Regions from separate parts of the Macaca mulatta genome. Here region 1 is linked to region 2. Evidence: chromatin contacts called from public Hi-C data. All regions are on one chromosome and are shown on one strand. The core of a region is the stretch at or near the end of the contact, and the rest is flanking DNA. Distances in the headings are between cores, read along the strand shown.

Region 1 (4,912 bases), core at 1,357-3,856, 140 kb before region 2:
GGCCTTGCACAGAGCCCAGCACTGGGGTAGACTCTGCAGTGGGAGATGGTGGGTGGGTTCAGCTAAGCTGGAATCTGGCTCCACCACAGCATGCTGTGCAGCCTGGAGCAGGTCCCTTAACCTCTCTGAACCTCCATTTTCTCATTTGTAAAACCAGGAAGAATGAGGCCGATTTCTTAGGGTTGTAGTGAGAACTGACAAGACAATGTATGCAAAATAAATATCACAGTATAAGGTGGTTGCTATTCATTCATTCTATAAATATTGATTGAACACTTTTTTTTTTTCAGATGGAGTTTCACTCTTGTTGCCCAGGCTGGAGTGCACTGGTGTGACCTCAGCTCACTGCAAAGTCCGCCTTCTAGGTCCAAGCAATTCTCTTGCCTCAGCCTCCCAAATAGCTGGGATTACAGACGTACGCCACCATACCTGGCTAATTTTGCACTTTTTTTTTTTTTTTTTTTTTACTAGAGACGGGATTTCACCATCTTGGTCAGGCTGGTCTCGAACTCCTGACCTCAGGTGATCTGCCTGCTTCAGCCTCCCAAAGTGCTGAGATTACAAGTGTGAGCCACTGCGCCCAGCCTGATTGAACATCTATTATGTCTCATTATTATTAAGTTCAAAAGAAAAGAAGCCAATCCAGCAGACCGCAGATTCCCTGACCTCCCATCCTATGCTGTTTCCTGGTGCATCCTCCGCTCCTAATCCACACAGAGGCATCACCCTAAATTAGCTGGCTGCACATATCACTACCCTGGTCAAAAGCCCCCAACAGTTCCCCGTTGCCTAAGGCGTCAGCTCCTGACTGCTGGCAGTGACACTCAAGACTCTCTGAGATCTGGCTCCAACCTCTTTTCCATGGGATCTCTTTATTTTGTGACACCGACTTCGACTACAGGTACGTGGATCTGGGTCCCATGGCCAGAACACCTTGGGCTTTCTCACTGCCACACCTGTGCTCCTGCTATGCCCTTGAGTGGAACAGCTACCATCTTTGTCCTTACCCAACAAAGTCCCATCCGCATTTTCTGGCCCATTTCCCCCACGTGGCCTCTCTGACCACCTGGAGCCAGGCTCTGAACCTCAGTCAGCCTCCTCGCCTAAGCATCCCGTCCCCCACTCCTCAGCCGGGCCCTGCAAGGCTTGCTCTATCACCAACCATTTGCAGGAACCACTGGGCCAACAGGAGGTGCTGGACCGCTATATGGCAGGGGATGGCCTGACTTGCCCGTGTGGTCAGAGTCCAGCTCTGCCACTGTCCCATGGGGATCATTCTTACCCATCACATTCCTAAATGGACTAGAATGGTGGCCTCCTCTGCCCCAGGGCCCTACTCTCTCCAGGCAATGGAGAAAGAGCCAGGGGTCCCACCACCACCAATGGCCCCTCTGACACTGTAGGATATGTTCCCACAGTCACGGTGCAGGCATCAACCAGATACCAGACTAAATGGGATTATCCAGACGGGACCACTGGGCCAGAGCCTTCTGCTGGAGGGAGGGAGCTTTGCTCCTCCCCTACACCCTCCCTGTTCCAGGGCTCAGTCCCTTCTACAAGGTCCCACCAAGCCGTCACAAGCCTGCCCCATCTAGCGACGGGGATCCCCATACCCACTGGGGCATCTTGTCCATCTCTGATGGTTAGTTCAGAGCTGACCTAGCTGCCTCCACGGAATTTCTGCCCCATTCATTCATCCTCCATGAGTTCCTTCTGCACACATTGAGCACCTACTGGGTGCTGCACACATTGAGCACCTACTGGGTGCTAGTTGATGTGCCAGCTCACCTGAGGTTTGCAACACCTCTATGAGGTGTGAAGGCGGATACTGATAACGGTGATGGTTGCAAAACCAATGAGGAAAGTCAGGTGCAAGAGAGATCGCCACTGCACAGAATCTCACGATCAGGCAGCGGCTGGGCCAGGAGTAGATTTTCCATCTGGGTGACCCAGGAGCCCGTTCTCTTTCTTCCACTGAACTGAATATGTCCCCTAGCAGGACTTGGGAGGTGTAATACTTGGGAAGGTGGGGGCAGGACTAGCCCATCCAGTCCCCCAAAGCCTTCAGTAGAGGGCACAGAGCTGGACCTGGGTTGGGGTTACCAAGGGTAGCCAAGAGTAGCTTTGGAGGCCTCAGCAGAGGAGCTGCTGCAGCCGCTGCTCACCCCCAGGAGCCTCCTTCTGAGAAGGAAGTATTATTGAGCCTACATTGTGCCGGGAGGGAAAACGTGGGGTCCTTGGAGCCCTGCCAACCCCTTGCCTTCAGGCTGTTTGGCTTTGTTTGTTTTTTTGGTCTTTTTTTTTTTTCCTTTTTCTTTGGGCTGATTGTTCTCATTAAATCTTTTTGTCCTGTTTTGTTTTTTATGGGGCTGACAATGCTGCTCAGTGCTTAGCGCGGCTTCCTGTGTTTCTGCCCCAGCGCAGGCCTCCATGGGGCCGTGCTTCCTGTTGTGAGCCGTCGCCATGGCAACTGGAGGCCCGGTGGGCTCCATGAGGGTGTGGGGAGGGGTGACATCAGTGACGTCAGCGGGTGAGAAGGCAAGGGGCAGGGGTCCGAGGGGGTTGCATGGGGGAGGGGCAGCCAGCAGCCAGCCCGCGCATTGCTGAGAGCTGACTCACGGCCCGGGAAGGGGAAGAATGCCCTCACATTCCTTTGGGAGGTAAACAAGGTCAGGGAATGCGGCTGGGATCCTGTTTACCTGACCCTGGCCCCCCGGGGGACCCGAAGCCCTACAGGACAACACAGTGGAACAGAACCAGCCAGAATTGGGGGGCTAGGGAAGCAGGGGAGAAGGGAGGGACCGTCAGGGGCCCCCCGGGTGGGGGCCAGAGACAGAAAGACCAGGATTCCAATCACAGCTCCACTAGGTGACAGCTCTATGACTTTGAGCAAGCCACATGGCCTCCCGTGCCTCAGTTTCCCCTATTTCTAAATGAGGAGAACTTCTCGTGTAGATGGTCCCTTAGTCTCCAATCACTTTGGGCTGGTTTCAGGGGTGGCGAGGGTGGCAGCACAGCCCATGCCTCTGCATTTTCTCCGTTCTCTACCTGCCAAGGGCCTGATCCAAGGCTGGGTCTACATGTCTCTGGCTGCACCTGACCCCACTAGGGTAATGCCCCAGACCTGTAGCAAAACCAAAGGGCCGAGGCGGGCTGGCCTCGAAGGGAGGTGATGGGCGTGCAGCCCAGGGCAGGGTGCAGCACCTCTAGGATCCCAGGGCTGGAGTCAGTGCAGCTAGCCCCGCTGGCTTCCCACACCTGTGTCCCCCCTTCAGCTCTCTCAGAGCCCCACCTCTTATCCCTGGACCCCCAGAGTAACCGCCTCCCCTGCTCGTCAGGGAGGGTCCAGAGGAGCCCCTCCTGGTGCCAATGGTCTGTATCCTAATCAAACTCTGGGATTCCATGGTGCTGAGATCTGCAAGAACAGCCCTGCATCTCTACGACAAACCTTTGCCACCTTTGAAACGGACCAGCTGGGAATAACATGCCCTTCCCCCACAGGTGCCATGTGAGGGTGCAGGCCATGCCCCCATGGCCACAGTTGAGTTGGGGCCGCCTGGCCTATGCTGAGAGTCTGGGTATCAGAGTCAGACTGGCTTTCCCGCTTGCTAGCTGGGGCCTTCGGGCAAGCTCCTTAGCCTCTGCAAGCCTCAGTTTCCTGATCTGCAAAGCAGAAGCTCCCAGGGTTGATGTGAGACTGAGTGAGTTAATTCACATGAAGCCCTTAGCACATAGTAGGCCCTCAAGTGTGCTGAACCCACACAGAGCCAGCCCTACAGACTCCGGCATCCTCCGCAGCAGCACCCGATGCCCCCGTCTCTGAGGTCTCCCCTGTGTTGAACACCCGTCCCAGTGCAGGAACAGTGTCCACCAGGTGCCCCATGGTTTTCCCATAAAGGGACCGGACTTGGGTTTCCCTGGACAGGGAATATCCTGTTCTGGGCTGGCGGTGGGGGGAGGAAGAGGAGCGGGAAGGACACGGCCGCTCCGCATTCCTGGCATTCTTGGCGGCTGCCCTGTCCAGCTGCCTCGCCGCTGCCGGGGGCCCTGGCCTATTGCCAGCCTGCTTGGCAATAGGCCCCTGCTTGGGGCGCCCCTTGGACTTGGGGTGATAGGGGACCCATCCTGTGCCAGTCCCACCCAGCCCAGACTATCGCAGAAGTAAATGAACCCCAATCCTGGAAGCAGAGATTCCAGGGCTCTGGGAGGAGTCAGTTAACAGAGGAGGGGTTTCTGCTCTCAGTTCTATCTTATGGAGCTCCCTAGCCCACCTACCGTCCCCAGGGAAGCTCTGGGGGTCAGGGCCTGAAGAGGGGAGAGGTAGAAGGCTCCTGGGTTCTAGTCTCCAGTGCCTGGACGGCCACGTCCCCTCTCTGGGACTCAGTATCTCTATCTGCAAGATGGGAGGTTTTGATCCCTTCCTTGGGCAACCCCTGTATCGCTGCCCTTGTCATGCTCTGTGACATCATCACTGCCTCTCTGCAGATCCTGTGCCTCTGACCAAGGGCAGGAGCCAATCCCTTCTCTGCACTGGGCCAGGCCTGGTGGGTTACAGCGGCTCCCACCGCCACACAGCCATGGTCTGCAGGATTCGAACATTCAGAGGGGAGGGCCTGGGCATGGTCAGGCTCTGGAGCCCTCGCCCTGGGAGTGCCTTTGGGGTCCTAGGAGGAAGGGGGTCGTTGTCCAAGATCCCACAGCTAGCTCGGTCAAGCTGACCTGGGAATCCAGGGACTTGCTGTTCCGCAAAACCACCAAAACTAGGGTAATTCTTTTCCATGTTTTTCTGCAAACGCCCCCTAGTTTCAGGCCCAGAGCAGTCTGGGGAGAAGCTGGGAGCTGGCGGCTTCAGAGACCTCCCCTCCGCAGGAGACCAAGCCTGCTCCCCGTGCTGCCCTCTGCCCTTGGAGAG
Region 2 (5,281 bases), core at 1,450-3,949:
CCATCGGCATCAACAGCAGAACAGAAGATTGGGGTCAGTGCTGTGTTGGTAAATGTCTAACAAGCAACTCCCTGGAGGAACGGCCCTGATCTCTAGTGTCTGCCTATTTCCCTGGTGTAAATACTCCCGCTGCAGGTGGAGATGGTGTCACAGATGGACAGGGGATGACATGGTATCTTTATGGGTCCTAGTGTTGCCATGCCAGTGTGTCCATAGGCCCTGGGCCATGGGGGAAGATGGCATGGCGTGTCAATGTCCAGGTATGTTCCCAGGTGCTGGCATGGGGATGAGCTGGGGCTTTCACGCCAGCTGGTCCTCCTCTGTGCTTGGATCCCCATCTATCAAGTGGGGGTGACAGGCAGCTCCTTGCTGCCTCCTGTTGAGGGGTTTCTGTGCAATAAGGCACACAGTCCTGCCTGGCCCAGTGCCTGGGGCCAGTGAGCCTTCAATAACAGCGGCCATGGTGGTGACCATTGCCTGGGTCCCTGCTCGTGCCCCTGGCTGGCTGACCAGGCTCAAGGACGGCCTGGGGTGGAGGCCTGCTGGAGAAGCCCACTGGGGAGGAGACGGTGGTCAGTAGAATGGGGAAGTTGGCGAGGCAGCTATCTTTAGTGCCTTCCCTCACAGCCGTTTTCCTCTGCCGGGCTAAGCAGGACTCTGGTGGGGACTGGGTGGGGAGGGGTCACTTCTCCATAGTCACATGAAGCCCAGTGACCTGGAGGCCAGCTGTGCAGGCTCAGGGCCCAGCGAGGGTGGGGCTGGCCGTGGTACTGGGCTCCAGGAGACGTCATCTGTAAAGAAGCAGGAGCCCATTGTATGAGCCTGGGAGAGGGTAGGGGGCCAAGGAGCATTGGGGGCCGCAGTGGCTGCTGGGAAACATTGTCCCTCCAGTCCTTACCCAGAGCCTTCCAAGCCCTCCTCCACAATGTGTCCCTCCAGTCCTCAGCCAGAGCCTTCGAAGCCCTCCTCCACCAGGGCAGCGTGGTGTGATGGTTGTGCACTCGTGTCTGGAGCTGGATTTTATATCCCTGCCTCGCCACTCCTAAGAGTCTGACCTCAGAGACTGTGACTTAACCTTGCTGAGCCTCAATTTCCTCCCTGTGAAAACAGAAGTGATACCAGGTGCCATGGCTCACACCTGTAATCCCAGGACTTTGGGAGGCCGAGGCGGGTGGATCACCTGAGGTTAGGAGTTCAAGACCAGCCTGGCCAACATGGTGAAACCCCGTCTCTACTAAAAATACAAAAATCAGCCAGGCCTAGTGGCATGCACCTGTAATCCCAGCTACTCAGGAGGCCAAGGCACAAGAATCGCTTAAATCCAAGAGGTGGAGGTTGCAGTGAGCTGAGATTGCGCCACTGTACTCCAGTCTGGGTAACAGAGCGAGACGCTGTCTCAAACATAAATAAACACATAAATAAATAAATAAGGTTTATGGGCTGGGCAAGGTAGCTGAAAGCCTTTAATCCCAGCACTTTCCAAGGCTGAGTGGGGAGGATTGTTTAAGCCTAGGCATTTGAGACCAACCTGGGCAACATGACAAGACCCAGTCTCTACAAAAAAATACAAATATTAGGACAGGCGCAGTGGCTCACGCCTGTAATCCCAGCACTTTGGGAGGCCAAGACGGGTGGATCACAAGGTCAGGAGATCCAGACCATCCTGGCTAACACAGTGAAACCCCATCTCTACTAAAAAATACAAAAAAATTAGCCGGGCGTGGTGGCGGGTGCCTGTAGTCCCAGCTACTCAGGAGGCTGAGGCAGGAGAATGGCATGAACCCCAGAGGCGGAGCTTGCAGTGAGCCGAGATTGCGCCACTGCTCTCCAGCCTGGGCCACAGTGCGAGATTCCGTCTAAAAAAATAAAAAAACAAAAAATAAATATCAGTCAGGTATGGTGGCACACACCTGTAGTCCCAGCTACTCGGGAGGTTGAGGTGGGAGGATTGCTTGAGCCCGGGAAGTCAAGGCTGCAGTGAGCTGTGATTGCACCACTGCACTCCAGCCCTAGGCGACACAGTGAGACCCTGTCTCAAAAAATAAAAATAAGGCAGCTCTTAAAGAGTTCAGTACAAACCTTGGCACACCGTAGATGCTCAACAAATGAGCCCTCTCCTTCTCCCTTGAGCCAGCATTCATTGGCTTTACCAACCCCTAGTAGCCTAGAGTGAGGGTGGAGAGATGCCTGGGCTCACGTCCCAACCCCACCAATCATACAGTGCCCCTGTGCAAGTTATTCATCCACAAGCCCCAGTTTCTTACTATAAAATGGGATCATAACAGAACCTGCCTCAAGGAGTGAGCCGGATGACTTTTCTCTGTGTGAAATGTTCAGTGCCTAATACAGAGCAAGATGCTCACAATTATCGCTGCCTGCCGTCCTGGGCACTGCCTTGACCTGTGAGTGCTGCCGATTGTGGGTGAGCGGCTGGTGAGGTTGGGCTCTGGATGGTTCCTGGATGCTCCCTTCCTTCCTCACTCTCAGGCCTGTGGAGTTACCGCAGCGCCCCCATATCTGTGGTTTCACTTTCCTTGGTTACAGTTTCCAGCAGCCAGCCACGGCCTCTGAAAATATTAAACAGAGAATTTCAGAAATAATTCATAATTTGACATTGCATGCCATTCTGAGTAGGGTGATTAAATCATGCAGCGATGAGAGTGACTCATTCCTCTGTCCAGTGTCTCCACACTGCAGGCATTCCCACCCGTGAGTCACTTTGTAGCCCTCTTGGTGATGAGAGAGAAAAAGCCTAATCCACAGAGGGTTTGGTACTATCCGCGGCACCACTGCGGGTGTTGGAAGGTAGGCTCACGGATAAGGAGGGCTACTGTAATCTCCTGCCTCCTGTGAGGTTTGCATCACGTCTGGCGTGGGCTCCTGAGACTGCTCCGGAAAGGGAAGGGGACTTTGGGCTCCTGGGAACTACCCGGGAGGCAGGGCAGGGGGACCCCCAGAAGCTGCAGCAAGTAGCTGCATTCTCAGCTACAGGGCTGAGAACCAAGGGGAGGAGGATGAGCTGCCAGCTGCATGGGGCTGCATCTGGGCAGGGGGACAGAGGCAGGGCAGCACAGCCCCCGCCAGCAAGGCTGTCAACGAGGATCTAGGCAGAGAGCAATTTGCAGTGAGCCCACAAGGTGGCGGCCAGCTGCCCACCCCTCCGCACCCTGTGGCCATCCCCAGGTGAGCTGAGCGAAGTCCCTGGCTCCGTCACACCTTTTAAGGCAAAGGCAGCTCCTGCCACCACCTCCCTGTTCCCACTTGCTCAGAAATTCCCAGCAGGTATTTTTTCTTTTTTTCAGGAGGAATGGAATGAGACTTCTTGTTCTGTCACCACAGGATTCCGGCAAGGCCTGTCTAGGGGTTCTGGTGAGAGAAAAGCGTGACAGGAAGTGCATGCCAGCAGGCACTTGGAGATGTACCCTCGGTGACATGCACAGGCACGGCAGCCACCCCACCCACCGCAGGCCTCCGCTCGGGACAGCCGGGCACACGCACAACACAGACGAGGCCCAGAGATGTGGGGACCCCCAACAAACCGACTCCATGCTGGGGAGACAGGAGATCCAGCTGGGAATGAGCCCACATCATGACACGCCCCCCTCAGGAGCTCATACCCGAGCCCTCAGGAGCTCATACCCGAGCCCAGGAGCCTTGTCCCGCCCCAGGGCCTTCGCACTCGCTGTTCCCTGCCGGGAGTGAGTGTTCCAGCACAGGGCTCCGCCGGCAGGATCCTCCATACTCTTCAGATCTCAGAGAGGCCTCCCCGCCCCCACCCACATGACTCCATCCCAGTGACCTGTTTTATTTCCTCACAGCCGTCTTCACTGCTAAACTGCCTTGCTTTTTTCTTGACAGGATCTTGCTCTGTGGAGCACTCCAGGCTGGAGTGCAGTGGCACAATCATGCATGGCTCACTGCAGTCTTGACCTCCCAGGCTCAAGCAGATCCTCCCACCTCAGCCTCCCAAGTAGCTGGGAATACAGGCATGCGCCGCCACACCCAGCTAACTTGTAAATCTTTTGTAGAGACAGGTCTCACTATGTTGTCTCAAACTCCTGGGCTCAAGCAATCCTCCCAAAGTGTCCCAAAGTGCTGGGATTACAGATGTGAGCCACCACACATGGCAGGCAAGGATGGGCTGTGTGGCTGTCTACAGCAAAGACTCAGCCCCTAGTCAAGCCAGGCTGCCCGTGAGAAAGGCTTTCTGTGCACTTGGGCACATGTGGACAGGTACAGGTGTGACGCCAGCCTCCACTTGCAGCCTGCAGGTGTGTCTGTGTTACCGGATGCCTGTGTGTGTGTCCTGAGCCTGGGGGCAGACAGACATCCCCACAACTGAGTACGGAGCCCTGGAGAGGCAGCAAGGCTCAGCCAGGACATCTCAGACCAGCAAACCCTTTCCTATCTGGGCTGGGTGGGCAGCAGGGCTCCAGGCCCAGCCTAAGGGATGGGGAAGGGAGGGGACAGGCTGGGACCCCTGCCCACTCATCATCCCCACCAGGACGAGATCGAACCGGGGAGACTGACAAGAGGCAGCACCCAGGAGACCAGGCAACCAGGTCTCACACCTGGCCCTGCCACTAAGGTGCCTGGTGGCCTTGGGACAACAGGTCCCGACCCATGCGGGGCATCCGGAGACTCTGATACAGAAGGGAACCCTGCCCAATCCAAAATCCCTAGCAGCGCCCTCTTGCAGGGCACGTGCCGCACACTCACCCCCTGGTGGCTCCAACCTGAAGTGCAGCTCCAGTCATCCAGGCCCAGGCTGCAGAGCCAAGGATGGGAGGGGCTGCAGGAAGGAGGGTTGTGCCTTGAGACCAACTGCCCCAAGTCAAGCTCAGAAGGGGCTGGAGACATGCGGGGTGGACACACATGTGGGGAAGGTTCCTGCTGCACACACTCAACTCTGGCCTGCCCCTGCCTCAGGACCCACATGGCACTTAACCGCTCTGCACCTGGATGACTTCAAGACATTTTAGTGCCCCACCCCGTACCCTCACGTCCACAGGGAAGCAGCGACAACTTGGGCATCTTCCCAGCTGTTCTCCCACAGTCCCACACACACCGAGCCCACAGGTGCACGCTGATCCTCAGATCCCAGCTATTGCCAATCCATCCAAATAAACAGACTCAGACATGCAGTTAGGGCCCAGGTGACTGGCAGGCCTGCCAGACACTCTGCTGGGTGGACAGTCAGCTGCCACAGCTGGGGACTCTAGCCACAAATAACCCAGGGAGGGCTGGAGTACAGCAGTGCCTGCACACAGCCACAGCATCT

The links. A called contact is a pair of places that touch in the nucleus more often than the background predicts.
Region 1: a contact with region 2 is called in a Hi-C map of blood, with 5 times the contacts expected there. The contact joins two enhancer-like sites. A contact is called at or near these places in 7 of 14 Hi-C or Micro-C datasets (CD4 T cells, blood, fetal cortex germinal zone and 3 more).

Annotation. Positions count from the first base shown.
Region 1 is chr10:12,386,580-12,391,491 of T2T-MMU8v2.0, reverse strand. It overlaps LOC144331700 (a long non-coding RNA gene), which reads left to right. Exons shown (of 3, transcript XR_013399069.1): 3 at 291-4,912. Among named protein-coding and RNA genes, the nearest start is that of CBX7, 20 kb to the left of the region's middle. Within about 2 kb of position 2,606, at least 6 of the 40 cell types and tissues checked have an H3K27ac peak or open chromatin away from gene starts, as enhancers often do.
Region 2 is chr10:12,249,344-12,254,624 of T2T-MMU8v2.0, reverse strand. No RefSeq gene overlaps it. Among named protein-coding and RNA genes, the nearest start is that of RPL3, 10 kb to the right of the region's middle. Within about 2 kb of position 2,699, at least 5 of the 40 cell types and tissues checked have an H3K27ac peak or open chromatin away from gene starts, as enhancers often do.